3 separate regions of the Sus scrofa genome follow, and regions 1 and 2 are each linked to region 3. The links are chromatin contacts, called in public HiChIP or PLAC-seq maps. All regions are on one chromosome and are shown on one strand. Each heading gives the region's core, a stretch centred on a gene start, on an enhancer-like site or on the middle of the called end of the contact. The rest is flanking DNA. Distances are from core to core; before and after follow the strand shown. Region 1 overlaps LOC102161209 (a long non-coding RNA gene). Region 2 has its middle 220 kb from the start of MTX2. Region 3 overlaps HOXD3 (homeobox protein Hox-D3).

What was found. HiChIP or PLAC-seq counts read pairs in DNA pulled down with a chosen protein or histone mark.
Region 1: an H3K27ac HiChIP or PLAC-seq map of skeletal muscle shows a contact between it and region 3. The contact joins two enhancer-like sites. A contact is called at or near these places in 1 of 47 Hi-C or Micro-C datasets (skeletal muscle) and 1 of 2 datasets of contacts at active chromatin or transcription factors (skeletal muscle).
Region 2: a contact with region 3 is called in an H3K27ac HiChIP or PLAC-seq map of skeletal muscle. The contact joins two enhancer-like sites. A contact is called at or near these places in 1 of 47 Hi-C or Micro-C datasets (skeletal muscle) and 1 of 2 datasets of contacts at active chromatin or transcription factors (skeletal muscle).

The regions. Positions count from the first base shown.
Region 1 is chr15:82,439,280-82,441,979 of Sscrofa11.1, forward strand. LOC102161209 (a long non-coding RNA gene) reads right to left here. Exons shown (of 3, transcript XR_002339197.1): 2 at 1,553-2,700; 3 at 1-68. Among named protein-coding and RNA genes, the nearest start is that of MTX2, 380 kb to the left of the region's middle. Within about 2 kb of position 1,277, at least 6 of the 83 cell types and tissues checked have an H3K27ac peak or open chromatin away from gene starts, as enhancers often do. A contact at or near this core is called in skeletal muscle, where this site is marked.
Region 2 is chr15:82,280,120-82,282,819 of Sscrofa11.1, forward strand. No RefSeq gene overlaps it. Among named protein-coding and RNA genes, the nearest start is that of MTX2, 220 kb to the left of the region's middle. Within about 2 kb of position 1,267, at least 29 of the 83 cell types and tissues checked have an H3K27ac peak or open chromatin away from gene starts, as enhancers often do. A contact at or near this core is called in skeletal muscle, where this site is marked.
Region 3 is chr15:81,973,817-81,976,530 of Sscrofa11.1, forward strand. It overlaps HOXD3 (homeobox protein Hox-D3), which reads left to right. Exons shown (of 2, transcript XM_013984299.2): 2 at 1-1,077. Among named protein-coding and RNA genes, the nearest start is that of HOXD3, 5.7 kb to the left of the region's middle. Within about 2 kb of position 1,450, at least 34 of the 83 cell types and tissues checked have an H3K27ac peak or open chromatin away from gene starts, as enhancers often do. A contact at or near this core is called in skeletal muscle, where this site is marked.

The DNA of each region.
Region 1 (2,700 bases), core at 27-2,526, 470 kb after region 3:
GGCTGTTTTTGTCGTCGGCCTTGGGTTTAACGATACAGCAGTTTCCTCTGCAGCCCAGACAACTCACTCTTTGAACACAGAGAGAAATAGTGCATCAGAAAATTATTTTCATGGTGTTGCCATGTTTACTGTTTCCTGTTGTCTTTGCCTGAAAGTGTTTTAACAAAAATTAGGGTTGAGCATAAAAACATTTGAGCCAGGGGATGAAAGGAGTTGTTATTACATTTCCTTTCCAGGTTAACATGGTCGCCTTTGATTTAAGCGCTATAGACTTGGGACAGGATATGACACCAATTAAAAACATGAAACTTAATTTTTGGACTAAACAATCACATACTCTTTCTTCTGATATCTGGTGGAGGGTTACTGACATGACATTTATTTCACAACCACAACCCTACATTTATTGGGTTGGCTTGATTTAAGATACATGGGGGCAACTAAAATTGTGCACGGAAAAGTCTAGCAACGTCTTCAAAACTGTAAAGCAGCTGTTATAAAAGGGAACACAGTCTTCCTGGTGACTGCCGTGCAAGGTCAAGAACACAAGCAAACTGGCTCCCTGAGCTCCAGACCTATTCATCTTGGTTGGAGGCAGATTTTAATTTAAGAGCTACATTTCAAAACAAATCAGTTGATTTTATCTCATAAAGGACAGCAGGGAAACATTTAACCAATAACCTCTCCTTAGCCTTACATTTATTTTTTTAGTTTTTATTTTTTGTTCTTTAGGGCCGTACCCACAGCATATGGAAGTTCCCAGGCTAGGGGTCAAATCGGAGCTGTAGCTGCCCCGCCTACACCACAGCCACAGCCACAGCCACGTGGGATCCAAGCCGCGTCTGCGGCCTACACCACAGCTCACAGCAACACTGGATCCATAACCCACTGAACGAGGCCAGGAATCGAACCCACAACCTCATGGATACTAATCAGATTTGCTTCTGCTGAGCCACCATGGGAACTCCCCAGCCTTACATTTAAACTTCATTTTTTCACAAGAGTTTTAGTATTTGTTGAAAATCAACTGCAAATAGTAATAACATAATGCCCTATGAATCATTACAAATATGAAAAGTAATGCACTCTATTTGAATATCGATATGTTTAAATGATAAAGCTGAATATTCGTGCTTAATTTTAATGCAAAAAATAAAGTGAACACATGCGAATTTAAGTAGCTAGGTCAACCTCCCCTTTTTTTCACCTGGACACCTTGTCTCACTCTAGCCAGTGATCCTGTGAAGAAAGTATTAGTGGTTTCAGCTCAGTCCCAGGTGGCCTATGTCACATACTGCATAACCTGCTGGTGGGTCCTCCAGGGCTATTTCTATTTATAGACAGTAGCCTTTTATAATTCTGTCGGGGGCAGTTGTGGAGAGGGTGCATACCCTGTTTTAATCTACTTATTATGCACTTGAAAATACTGGAAACATTTACAGAAAGAAGTCAAGTTAAATTTGTAAGACCTTTTCATGCGTTCAAATAAATTCGAGCTTACAGCTCTATACCAAGTGCTCAAGTTATTATGTTTGAAAGAAAAGTCACTCACAACTTCAACTCCATGTGGAAAATTACCAAACACTGCAGTTTTTCTAACCACGAAAATCCTCATTTCCCATGTGCAGTTGGTTAGCTCCTCACCGCATCCCCAAGGAGTCTGTGTGAGTCTGAAACACTGCAGAAAAATGAGAATTTCCACACTTAAATGCAGCCAAGGCAGCATTTTTAATGATTAAAAATAAGAGCAGAAGTGGAAAAGGAAGGGACCATGGGTCCTTGTTTTATTTTTTTTTCTTTCCTCCCATAAAAAAATGAGAGTGTGGGGGTTCCCAGGTGAGAGTCAAATGTGGGCCTGCATTTAATTTTTATGGGACTTTTTTTTAAAACAAGAAAAAAATACCAACTCTCTTAAATTTCCTCACTCTCAGTTGCACGCCGTGAATGTTAAAATGAAAGGAGGCATCAAGGCCAAATTCACCGTACAGCTTTTGTGAGCTGTTAGAAGCGATTCTCAGGATCTGGGCTTTTATTTAGGTTTGCTTTCCCTCTCAGCCTGAGTGTGCATTTTTGACGAGTTCTTTCTATCCCTAGCTTGAATGTACGCAGCCGATGCTTTTCACACACACACACACACACACACACACACACACAGGTTTTATGTATTTAAAGAAAATGAAAATCTTTAGTCCCTTGGTAACAATATTTTAAAAAGCAGCTCGATATTTGGATCAGCAAGTAGACTACTTTCAAAGACAACTCTCATGGGCACAATGTGTTAACTGTTTTCCGTGCCACCATTTCATCGTGTGCAAACGGACAGCAAAATGGTGGTTCCAGCATTTGGTTGTATGAGGGCTCTTTCGCAGACAGCCTTCCCTCTCAGATCGCAGAACCAGTTTGAAGAGCGATAGAAAAGCCAGATTGCTCAGGCCAGGGACGGATTCAATAAAACATACACACAGATCTTCCTCTGCTCACTGCTTTGCAGATGCTCGAGCAAAATTTGAGATACGTACGATACAAAGAGAGCACGCCCTGGTTAAAATAAAAAATGCAACAGAAATGATAGTTCAGTTAAACATGGAATTCCTTGGTGTTGGTAAATGCAGATGTTATTCATAGACCCTCCAATGTCACCGTTAGTAATCTACCTTGAGAAAAGACCCAAAACGGGGTTAGCATAGCGAATGTGAATGT
Region 2 (2,700 bases), core at 17-2,516, 310 kb after region 3:
CCTCATCCCACCACTGCATTATACACGTTAATAAGGAGCGTTCCTCTGCAAATCCCTGAACAGACAAATCGTTTCTTCTAATTTTGAAGCTGAAAGGTAACTTGGTCCAACGTCTGGATTTTACTGATGAAAAGAAGACCAGGAAAAGACCACGTGCCTCAGCCATGCTCTATTTTAAAAACGATTTATTTTAGGAGTTGAAGGGCTCATCTCCCAAAATGGAATGACATGACTCACCGAGCCCCTGCTACGCATCCTATTGCACCACAAGTGGCGTTGAAAATTCAAAGCCAGTGTTTAAACCTGAGTGGCCACACTTCTATTGCTCCTCCTCTTTCAGACCGAGGAAGTCGGGCTAAAGATGTTTCCAGCGATCTTTATTCGGGGTGGGGGGGTGGGGAGGTGTCACATTCGGCCTTTCCCCCTTGGTGGTATCAGCAAATGGGTCCCAAGTCTATAGGAATACCAGGCAGTTAGATGGCTGACACGGAGCAGAAGCAAGAGTGACAAGGGTAGAAAGCACTATGGTCCCAGGAAGTGGTTCTGAGTCTCTAGTGGAAAAGAACTTGTTTTTATCGCTCTTCCCTGACCCTTACATCACAGAACCTCTTCCAGGCTAGCCTGACACTCCACAGAGAAGCCGATGTGACTCTGAGGGGGTGTTGAGGAAGAGGGTCCCTGAGAAGGCTGGTGCGTCTCATTCTGTTTGTCACACCTCTAAACCCATTGTCTTCTACTGAAAGACTTGCTCACTCTTCTGTCTCCCCACAAGCACCCAAAGGCAGGGTTCCCCCGAAGGACACGTGCCTGCCTCTCCTCGGAGACAGCATGTGGCTTTGCACCGGGAACTTGTTGGGTGGCTCTCGGTCTCTGTTTCTGCCCGCCCCCCTCCCACGCCCCGTTCCCCGCACCCCGCCCCGCCCTTGCCCTCCAGCTCTGTTCTCTCTCCCAGGCACACGCCTCCCCGCCTTTAAGTGGCCCTCCCGCTGGCACTCCGCGCAGGTTTTGTTCGAGCTGTTCCCGGCCGCATCTCTCTGAGCCCAGGGGGTCTGCCTCGTGGCCTCGGCGCCGGGTGCCTGGCGGGACGCGAGCGCGTTGTGGGTTCTGCGCCGGCTGTTCAGTCGTCGAAGCCTGAAGATGCGGAAAGAGCAAGGCCTGCGGGCCCATGCAGCGTGAACATCCGCCGAAAAGACCGATTGCGATTCCGATCGCCGGGATGCCGGCTCTTCCCACTGCAAAGCAAAGGGATAGCTGACTCATCGCGCGAGTGCCGACAGCGGCCCACGCAACCTCCGCCCAGACCGGGCCCAGAAGCACCCACACAAAGGCCGCTCTCCCGGCGCGCGGAGCGCCCCCTGGCGGCGGGTCTCCAGACAGCAGCCCCAGGAGCTCCTGGCCTCCCAGGACCTCCCTGCAGCGGTGCTAGGACGCGGGGGTCGTGAGGCAGAAGCCGGGGTCACGTGGCTGGGGCTGAGCTTTCTCGGGCGCGCGCTCTCAGATGGTGCCCATTTTGACGTTCCTGTAATCCAGTCAGAAAAGAAGCCATTCACAAGCCCAGATCTCTTCTTCCCTGAAACAAAGAAGTGTGATTGTTCCTTCCACTTACAGGGTGAGAAGGGGTTCAGAGTTCACACTTCCGTCCTTAGGTTTGGGCACTAAGGATGGAGGCTGACTTTGTCAATTATTTGCTCCAGCTGGAAGCAGAGACTTAAAGCAAAACGCTTGAAGAAAAATTTCCTGGAAATGTATATGAATCCACTGGATATGGGGACGCGTTCCAGATGTTAGAGCGGCCTGTGATAGGCACACACAGAAAGGACCCATGAGATATAAACGAAAAAACAAAGACAACGAAAAACCCCTACCATCCAATAACCCCTGTGAAAATGCTGACCATTTTTATCAGTTCAAAAGTTGGGTCTTCTCCTGACTAGGAGAGAAGTGGCTCAGGGACCATTCAGAATCAGCCGGAGCCAAATGTGGGTGTCAGTCTCCAGGGATATCTGAGGTGCCTCCTAAGTAACCAAAGGCAGAGGAAGAACAGAACCTCCATCTGAGGGGTTCTGGCTTGTGAAATGACTCAACTTGTTTGGGGGAGTGAACTTGAAAGTGTGCAGCCCAGATGTAAAGTTTAAGATCCTTTCTGCCTGACACAGCTGTGGTCTCCAAGTTGCCTTTGGATGGAGTGTGGCCACACCCACAGCTGCAGCCAAGCAGTGCTATTTGAAACTCCCCCAGGGCCAACTGCTGTGAAAAGAACCGTTTATTACACAAAATAAAACAAAATGCCAGCTCATCTTTACAGTTTCACGGTCTGCCTTGGGGAAAAGAAAAGGAGTTTTAGTTTTCGGCCCTTGTGCACCAAGTGCCTTGTCCCAGGGCCAGTTCTGGAAAGCTCTGGAAAGTTCTTTGTTATGCTGTCGACTCACTGTCTGACCGTGGATGTAGTATTTAACTTGACCACTTCTCTTTCTGGGAAATGGGGAGAATGACGGCCATTTACTTCACAGGGATGCTGTAAAGGGCTCTGGCAATGAGGCTAGATTCAAATGACATACTTGATATATTATAATCATTTTTCTTTTGTCATTTTAAACAAATATGGCTGAGTTTGCACCAATAATTTCCCTGATATTAACTTTAGGAAGCTTATTCAATTGGACTTCTGCTTTTCAAGGACGGGTTTTCCAAGAAAAAGGC
Region 3 (2,714 bases), core at 200-2,699:
AGACTGTATTTACATTGGGGAGGCCTGAGCTCACTTTTCTGTGTTAAGTAGTAAAAAATAAACTTTGAAAGAAAACTGACAATCAAAGAAAAGACACAAGAGAAGTCATAAGAAGAATTGAGCTGTGAAAAAAGTTAAGGTGCAGAAAAAGAATGATCATTTGAAGCCATGCACCTAAGCTTTTCCTATAGGAAATGCTATCACGACTTTTTCTTTTATAGCAATCGGTGGTTCATTTCTAAAGAAAACAAACGTTCCCCAAGATGTAAAGTAATAAAAGTTTCATTAATGGAACATAACAAGTATAAACACCTGTTTATTCTTGTTTCTTTGTACAAAATGGGCAAAAATGTCTTCAAAGATTTATAACCATTTTGTAAATATTAGCGTGGCTTTAGCTGGGGAGGACTACTTACACCCACTTCTCTAGGAGGAGGCACTTGGAAAACGCCTTCAGATAAGGTTCAGTTCTTTTGTATTTCAGCAAAGTCGGCCCACGCATCTCTATTTGGTTTGACAAATAATACAACTCCTACTACATGCCCGTGACTCGGGGTGAAATCCCTACCGTGTGGAAATAATTCAACTTCTAATCTTCTGGTGGAGCAACAATCGTTTCTATTTGGATGTTTGTGTTTTGCTAAATAATGATGGCTCAAAATAATATTTGGTTTCCTCATTCCTTTGTGCTGTTTTTAAAATAGCATGTTAGATTGGGGGTGGGAGGGGATTATCCTTTTGCTAAATTTCACTTTATCCGAGCAGGTTTAAAGTATACATGTTGTAGAAGTGTATCAACAGAATAAATGACTTCAAGTGAAGGGATATTTTACCCACTTCGAAGGCTTAAAATTGTTTTTCTACGAGATTTGCATCCATGGGCAGAATTTCTAATTGTAAGAAATTATTTTTTAAGCTATTAGGGAAATCAAAGAGCTTGCTGCCTTGCAGGGATTACAAAAACCTTTCTTAACTGGCTAAATATTAAATAGATGAATTGTCAGGCTGTTTAGATTGAGCCCGATTTTCCCTCATCTCCTCTTCCTACCATAAATAATAATAAAAATACATAATGCATCACGGCTCCAGGCGTTTTCCAGCGCGGTGTGTTACCGCAGGAGTATCTGCTGAGTCTGCGGGTGTCTGCAAGGCCCCAAGTGTCATCTGCGGCTTAGGGTTTCACGGATTAGATTTTAAATGGTGTCTAGCCCGGCTGACATCAGCTCCCTCTCACACTCAGGCTCCAAAGAAATGTGGGGTTAGGGGGCTCCCTCTCCAGGCAGCCGCCCCGAGGCAGCTCTCGATAGTGGGGTGGGAGTTCGCTTGGGACAAACCTGCGGTTCTCTCACCTCCAGAGGAAGGTTCCCCGAGGCTTCTAAGAACGAACGGCTCAGATCCGTTCCTGCCACTGGCGTGAGCGTCACATGACGGGCACACTCGGTAGCTCCCGGCGCGAGTGGGGGCGGCGGCGAATCCCGCGCGGCCACCGGCGAGGGCGAGAGTCGGGGCCCACGTACAGCTATTTAAAACTTCATAAATTATAAACAAGCCGCCCTAGCCTTCGCCATAAATTCTGCTCTTTTTGAGCCTGCAATTAGTGTTAGGAAGCGCAGGAGTCTAAACACAACCAAACACCCTCTGAAGGGCCCAACTGCCCGAGGTTGCAAACGTTTATTTCCCGGTGCCACCCCCTCCGGACCCGAGGTCTGCACAAAGTCGCCTCCTCTCCCGCCACCGCCGGCGGTACACACCCGGCTGGGTTCCCGCTCTGCGAGGGCAGGTCACAATAGCTGCTCTATCGGCGGAGGCGCCCGCCTCCTCCCTCCCGGGTCTCGGAGAAGCAGAGAAAGAAGAGTGGGGGAGGGGAGCCCGGCCCGGCAATGGCGCCCCGGGCCCTGGCCTCTCCTTCTCCCGGGGAGAACCTGCAGCGGGAAGCGGCAAGCCGGCAGCGGAAGGAAACCGCCACCACTGCCTAAGGCTTCTTCACGGGAGCGGCGCGCGGGGGACCGTGGGGAGCGCATCATGGCCTGGAGGCTGCTGGCCCCTCACCGCCCGGCGCTGGGTCGAAGGCGCCGGGAGCAGCGGGTCTTCCGGCAGCGGCGGCGCCATTGTGCGCGCGGCTTCCCACGGGCCCCGCGGCGAGGAGGCCGCACAAAGGCTGCGCGGGGCCGACGCCGGCAGGTGGGAGGGGCCGGCCCTGCTCCTGGCGCTGGGCTCTGGGAGGTTTACTTCGCTGGCCCTAGGGGAGGAAAAGGCTCTTTGGCTCCGGCCTGGGCCAGCTCTGCCTTTTTCCCACAGGGAGGCTGTAGGGGATCCGCCTGGGTCCTTAAGGGGTCAGGGCCTCAAGCCCAGGCCCAAGGATGAGAGGTGGCATCCCTCATTTGGGAGCCCCTGGTTGTTCGGTGGAGACAATCAGACTTGAATTAAAGCAGGGTAGAGGGGAGATAGCTGGAACGGCCTGCTGGAAGATGGGAGGCGGGGTGGAGGGGGAGGGAGATTCAGGCAGAGGGAAGCTTGCCCTGGCTACCAGGAGAAACTCAGGACTCAGCCTGGAGTGGAAGGAGGAGTTGCAGCTGAGCTAGCCAGGGGCATGGGGAAGTTGCAGAGCAAAAGGGCTTAAGTGTAGTCCTGGCCCCTGGAAAAGTGGCAAGAAAGGGCGATTACACATTCCTACCTTCTGGCTCTCAGACCTCAGCCTCATCCAGGGACCTGAC